2 separate regions of the Hordeum vulgare genome follow, and region 2 is linked to region 1. A link is a contact called in public Hi-C data. All regions are on one chromosome and are shown on one strand. Each heading gives the region's core, a stretch centred on a gene start, on an enhancer-like site or on the middle of the called end of the contact. The rest is flanking DNA. Distances are from core to core; before and after follow the strand shown. Region 1 has its middle 42 kb from the start of LOC123412945. Region 2 holds the start of LOC123406348.

Region 1 (3,390 bases), core at 436-2,935:
AGAAATTTTTATTCTATTCATCTTCAATCATAATAGTATAAAGAACACCAGAGGTAATAAGATTACCAACCAGGTTCGTGGACCCTAGCAATGACTACAAAGCATTGGAGCTAGCCGAAGTCGCCGCCGTCATCGTACCTTCATGTCAGAGCCGGGCAAACCTTGTTCTAATAGAGAGTTGAGAAATTGTCGTGTTAAGACTTCATAGGACCAGAGCAACAACTATCACCAATGAAGAAAGTCGTAGCTCGATAGAATCAAATATGTAAAGACCCAAACGAAAGACACACATGCTTCATATTCCATATGGTGATCATCACACACTTGTATGTTATTCTGTTAGAGTTACTCCTATTCACAAGTAATTCAATCATATTCTTTTGATTTTATTTCAGATAGTGTTGAGGAACACAATTTTGTGAAGTTTTTTTTCCAGGGATTAAGGGTTTCCGGTCTAGATTATTTTTGTATATCTCATATGTATATAGAAAAGACCAATTAACAACAATTCCACTTGTTGTGTAATCCAGAGAAAAAACTTGAACTCTCGAACGGAGAGAGACACATATTTCGCAGTTCTTCATATCGAGTATTAGATCATTTCTTCTTGTAACAAACATCACATCTTTCCTCGTCTAAAAAACACAATTTCTTAATTTCATATTCCCCCCTTCAAAAGAGGATAAATTATACTCCCGACTGATTTGTAGTATTTGATGCAACTTTTGCACGATGTAAGTTTGTAAAGGGAATTGTTTAGTTGTATAGTTATTTCTTTTGTAAAAGAAGAACAAACTTAATGATCATTAAATAAGGAAAGCACAATAGGAGCAAGTATTTTCTTTCCCTTCTCGCAAGATGGCTAGTGTGATGAATTCCTTCAATCGACCTCCGTCGGCATGCCCACGGATTCGCTTCCCCTTTATTAGCCACTCCAGTAGCCGGTGATGGGAAGGGTAATCCTGATGCCCTGGTGCTGACTACTCCCTCCGTTCGTTTCATATACCTTTAACTTTTTTTGAACTCATGAACTCTTTCAAGTTCGTGATTTTTCTAAGTTGCGAACTTGTTTTGAATTTTGCATAGTTTTTTGAACTCATGAAATTTTCTCATATCCTTGAACCATTTTACGTTCGTGGACTTTTCCAAGATGCAGTCTTTTTGAAATCACACAATTTTTTTAACTCTTGAAATTTTTGAGTTCATGAACTTTTTTGAATCCCAATTTTTTAACTTATGAAAATTTTCACGTTTGGGAACATTTTTCAAATTATTATTTTTTGAATTCTCTGAAGTTTTTTTGAGTTCGTGAACTTTTTTAGTTCATGAACCCCCTGTGACTTTTTTCAATTCACGAACCATTTTTTAGTTTATGATTTTTTATTTTTTTCACATTTTCTTGAAAAGTGAACGTTCAGTGATGAACTGGTTAACCTGGATGGGTCAAATGCGATCGAGCGATTAAGAAAACCAGTGAACTGCGAACGAACGAGACCCTTCAACATTTTCTTATGAATGAACGAGCAAGTGCTTGCCTTCCTTTTGGGGCGACCCTTCAATGCGGGCTCGTGTGAGTGCCAAAAAACTATTCATGCACTTCAGGTGCTGAACATAAGGGGAGCTCCTATGCGCCGCTCGTTGCGGCGAGCAGCCGAGCAGCCGCACAGGCGCGACTCCAGCTGGGTCAGCCCATTAGTGTGCGAGTGTTCCCCTTTTAATCTGAAGAATCATGTGCGTGTGTGCGGTCCTAATGGGCTTCGAGCGCTGTAAGCAAATCATGGCGCAGAACGCGTGGTACAGAAAGTCTCGGGGCACGACTATGTCTTGTAATAGGACATTTTTTCAAATTCAAGAACATTTTTAAAATTCTGGAACATTTTCTAAATTATGGAACATTTTTCAAATTCCAGAACCTTTTTCAACTTACAGAATGTTTTTCAACTTCCGGAACATTTTGAAATTCTGGAATATTTTTTAAAATTCCGGAATAAAATTCAAATTCCGTAACATTTTTTCAAATTATGGAACATATTTTCAAATTCCAAAAGGTTTTTTAATTACGGAACATTTCTCAAATTCCGGAACATTTTTTCAAAATCCAAAACATTTTTACAAATTCCGAAACAATTTTTCAAATTCCAGAACATTTTTCATATTCCAGAACATTTTTTCAAAATCCGGAACAATTTTGAAACAGAAACAGAAAAAACAAAAACAGAAAAAAAACAGAAAAAAAAAGAAAAAAAAGAAAAAAAAATGTTCAGGGAACCTTCTAGAAGTTTTCCAAAACTATAAAAACCGGTTGGAACCTCTAAAAGGTTCCCAAAACCGGGTAGGGCACCCTCGCTACTTGGGCCAGCCCGATACCCTGCCCTCCTCGACATCACTTCGCACAAACGGCAAATAGGATTTTCCGAACATAAGCTCTCCGGAGTGACGTCTTACGATATGGGCCAAAGTTTTAGCTCATCAAGCATTTATGAATGAAAAACTTCTACAAAGAAAAATAAGGAAAACTTAAACTACTCTAAATCTATCAAGATGAGATTATATATATATTGCTCCCTCCCCTACAAGTAGAGAATACCGTATGAAAGATCAACTCTTACTGCACACAAAAAAACACAATTTGATAGCTTTTTTCCTTAAAAAAGAAGATGCTACATTATACTGTCGATTGATCTATAGGATTTGTTGCAAGTTTTGCATGTTGTGTTTTGTAAGGGGAATTGTTTAATTGCTTAGTTATTTATTTTAGAAAGAAAGAGCAAACACTTCTTAGCAGACAATTCGGCTTTCATTGATCAAGTAAGCAAATATATCATCGAACCAACTGTCCCAAAAATAAGCGACAAGGGTAAGTTATTAAAGTAAAAGTTAATCATGGTGCTTTGAATTTATCCTCTCGAGGTTCACCTTTCAAATATTCCATTGCAAACCAAGTTATCAAATCATTTGCTTCGACACTATACCACGAGGGAAGAAACTGGGAGAAACAAGAAGAAAAAAGTAATTCAAAATTAGAGGACATCTGGCCATGCCACACTTGACCACCAACGTCACCACTCTCTATAGACACTAAAGGCCATCTCTATAGATGGCGACGACAGCACACGAGTGCGTCAGATCGGTTTTGTGCCCTACACCCGGTATGTGGCACTTGGCTCGACCGGCTCTGCTGGGGCTCCCGGTTTTTGATGTTAGGATTAGGTAACTGGTCTGGGTATGTGGCCGAGCTAGCACCCCTTCATCATATGGATAGGAGTAGCGACAGCTGTTGCGAAGTTGGCGGATTCAGACATATTGTTGTAATACTTTGTAAGCTCCTCGAGAATAATCAATAAAATGGCCGCATGCATCTCCCAGATGCAGAGACCGGGGGTCATCCTC
Region 2 (3,453 bases), core at 904-3,403, 430 kb before region 1:
AACCTTAAATCCACCTGCTGCAAGGTCTCCAGCATCTCCCTAGCACCACCAGACAACACGATCAGAAGAGTTTTTACCACCTGATGCAAGTTTTTACCAGCAGGAAACTGTCCAAAATGAACAAATGGCTTTACTTATTCACCTCAACTTGGTGAGCAGAGGGGAGGTGGAGAACCCTCGGAGGTCGAAGGCGCTGGAGGTGAACCTGACGAGATTCTTGTAAGGGCCGATGTCTCTGACCATGGAGTCCTGTATCTCAAAAATGCCGTAGTGATCCTGCTGCCCCCTCTCCTTCTCTTTGGCGACGCTCGCCGCCACGTTCAGCGCCGCGTCGATCCTGAAGCTCCCCTGCAGCAGGTTCCCGGACCTGGCGAGGCTGCCGGACTTGTCCATCTCCGCCGCCCGCGACGACCGGAGCAGCCTGATGAAGATCACCGCCAGGCATTTCACGATCCTCTCCGACAGCTTGTTCGGCTGGACCTTGCTCTGCTCGTCCCTCTTCGCCGTCGCCGGTGGCGGTGACGGTTCTTGGGAGGCCCTCGGAGGTTTTTCGTCCGCGTCATTCGATTGCTTCTGCAAGGACCAGGGAAAGACGTACGGAGCATAAGCAGAGCATGATTTTCACCGAGAAGTGTTGCATGTCAGATTGGTTACCTTGTCATGCGAATTCCTTGGCGGGAGGCCAAAGATTTTTTCGTTGAACTTTGGGCTGATGGCGGTGGCTCCTGGTCCTCTGGTGTGGTCTCTGGGGCTCCTTTCCGGCGTGTCGTCGGCGGGCAGATGACGCTGGAGGTACTCGGCGTTCATGGCCTGGCTGATGAAAAACATGGACTTGATCTCCGGCGCGAGCTGATCAGCCGGCAGACGAGCCGATGCCGCGTGTGCCGCCGCGCCATTGCCATTGCCGTTGCTGGTGTAGACACTTGGCGAGTAGGAGGAGGCATAGGCGGCGGTCGCCATGGACGCCCGTTGCCGCTGCGCGGTGGTGACTAGGCCGCCCCTCATGTCGTGGATCTGCGACTCGAGCCGCGCGATCTCTTCCTCGACGACCACGAGCTCCGCCAGCAGCTGCTTGGCCTTGGCCGGGATGAAGGCCGGGATGTTGAGGAGGACGGAGCGCGCGGAGGCGGAGGTGGAGGTGGTGTTTGGACGCAGTGCGCTCTCCAGGATGTGGTGCACCGTCGCCTCGCTGCTCAGCTGTTGCTTCAGCTCCGCCATCTGCACCATTCCCACGCATTTTCACTCTCAAAACCGATAACCATTTTCCTGTCGACGCGTTGTACAACAGACAAGATGATTCTTGGATGGGTACCTCGTGCTCGAGATCCATGCGTCTGTGGTCGTGCTGTTGCCCGCCGTTGCGTGTCGTCGTCGTCTGCAACTGAACCATCGTCGTCAGCAGCAGCAGCAAGTACGTGACTGGACCGGGCCATGGTCATAAAGTCAGGCTGGCCCGTAGTAAGCTACTGTACTCCTTTGCCGTGTATGGGCCGGGGGCTGGTCCAACAGAATTTACGTACTGCCCGAATTAAAAGAGGAACTTGCTCCAGTTTCTCTATCGAAAAAGGAAAGGAAACCACCTGATCGGCATGGCAGCGGAGCGCATTGATTCTAGCAGCGCTGTGCACTCACCGGAGAAGGAGGAGGAAGGGTAGGGTCGGCGGCGAGCTGGTGAGCATGGCGAGTCCTACGGCTCATCGGAACCGGAGCCCGCACTGCCACGTACTCCATCGATCAGACGATCACCCCGGCAGACGTCGGACGACGGCCGGGCTGCCGAGATAGAGCACCTGGACGGACAGTCGTCGCCGCAGCTAGCGGCGGCCGTCGACGACCAAAGGGAGCGGGACCGAGCAAGGCCAACAAGTAGCAAGCTAGCAAGATGGATGGATTCGTTGCTGTTGCTGCTGGGGTGCACCCGTCTGAGGAGAGAACAAGGTAGAGGAAGAAGGCGAGCTCAAGGAAGAAGAAGAGTAAGAAGCGAAGATCGGAAGAGGGCGTGCGTTGGTTGGCGACGGATGTTGCTGGTGTCGGCTGGGCGCGGGGCCACGTAACGTATGTAACCGCAGCGCGGCGGTGGACCTGAAATCCTTTCACCAACCGATGAACTAGGTGAATGGTGAGTGATTTGGTTGGTCAGGTGGCGACGGATCCTCTACTCTTGTCTTGCCTTGTAATCTAATAAAAAACAAGAATACAACGAACACCACACCATGGAAAGGATGAGTGCGAGTGAAGGTTTAACAAGGGGTTTAGTGCATCGGTTGGTGGCCCGGGTCGGGTCGGTTGGACTGCGACGTCTCGCCATTTTCAACACTTGAAGATTGCCCGCTGATATGATATATGGATTTTCTGGTTCTCATGAGAACCAACACAATCTGGCTCAACCTCTCTACCGTATGATTCCACGCGGAGATTCACGTGGATCATTTCGTTTTTTGGCTTCCTTTCTTCGTTTGATTGATTTATGTTTTTATTTATTTCTTTTGTTTTTGTCTTTGTCACGTGTAACTACAATGCACGTGTAACTACAGTTGCACGTTTGTAGCTGCTTGCAAGCAACCAGACTTAGCAAATCCCACCTTCCAAATGCATGCGGACGCGCCCGGGCGAGTTCACGAAAACTTTAAATAATGCGTTCTACTAATGGATATCTTAAATTAGAAATCTTAAATCTATACTATTACATGCGACGTAAACCTGATAGTAAATGGAACTCGTCCGGCTCCATCGTGTCCATATACGACGGCTGGTTGCGCCCCTCATAGTGTCGGTCCGGTCGCCGTGCCGATGTAGAATAGGAATGGATCACTAGCCGGCTCACCGGAGTCGAGCTCCCGTCGTCTCCCATGCCGTACTCTTTCTCGTCGAAGCCCATAACCCGGGCGGTGCTGGTGGACATGAGATCGTTGACAAATCCCTCCTGGGAGTATCCAGCGTCGACCACAATGTTGTTGCGGCGTCCGCACTGGTTCACCATATGGGGTGTCTGGCACAAAACCTGGATGAACGAACTGCATCAAGAACACATCAAATACGCGTGGACGCGTACACAAACTACAAGATGTACAGAAGGATCATTCACATGAGGAAGTGTCCGCGTCACTCGTGTGGAGATCCAGCGGCGGTGCGGGTCGGAGACATGGACATTTAGAAGACATGGTTGTCGACTGACTGGCCAGACTAATTCGCGAACAAATAGTATGTCTGTTCTAGGGGCCACGTGTTGGAGATGCCCTTACTTTATTATTTTCATGGTGTACAAATCCCAACTTATGCAAAGTAGTAGAAGGAACCACCCTTAGTATTTATATACCAACTACACATGGTTTTGGAGCTTACAACATCTCGAGCAGATCCTAGAAAAAACTCACCCGATAACGATTTATTGGATCTTTCCAATAATACTTTTTCGGTAGGGATGTAAATGGCAAATAAGTGGCAGCCACAAGT

Evidence for each region. Hi-C and Micro-C count contacts between places; a contact is called where the count stands out from the background.
Region 2: a contact with region 1 is called in a Hi-C map of leaf, with 3 times the contacts expected there. The contact joins the promoter of LOC123406348 here to the enhancer-like site in region 1. A contact is called at or near these places in 3 of 6 Hi-C or Micro-C datasets (leaf and seedling).

What each region holds. Positions count from the first base shown.
Region 1 is chr1H:44,357,721-44,361,110 of MorexV3_pseudomolecules_assembly, reverse strand. No RefSeq gene overlaps it. Among protein-coding and RNA genes, the nearest start is that of LOC123412945, 42 kb to the right of the region's middle. Within about 2 kb of position 1,685, at least 3 of the 3 cell types and tissues checked have open chromatin away from gene starts, as enhancers often do. A contact at or near this core is called in leaf and seedling, where this site is marked.
Region 2 is chr1H:44,792,776-44,796,228 of MorexV3_pseudomolecules_assembly, reverse strand. It overlaps LOC123406348, which reads right to left and starts at 2,153. Exons shown (of 9, transcript XM_045099873.1): 1 at 1,633-2,153; 2 at 1,313-1,375; 3 at 655-1,218; 4 at 143-573; 5 at 1-39. The coding sequence starts at 1,731.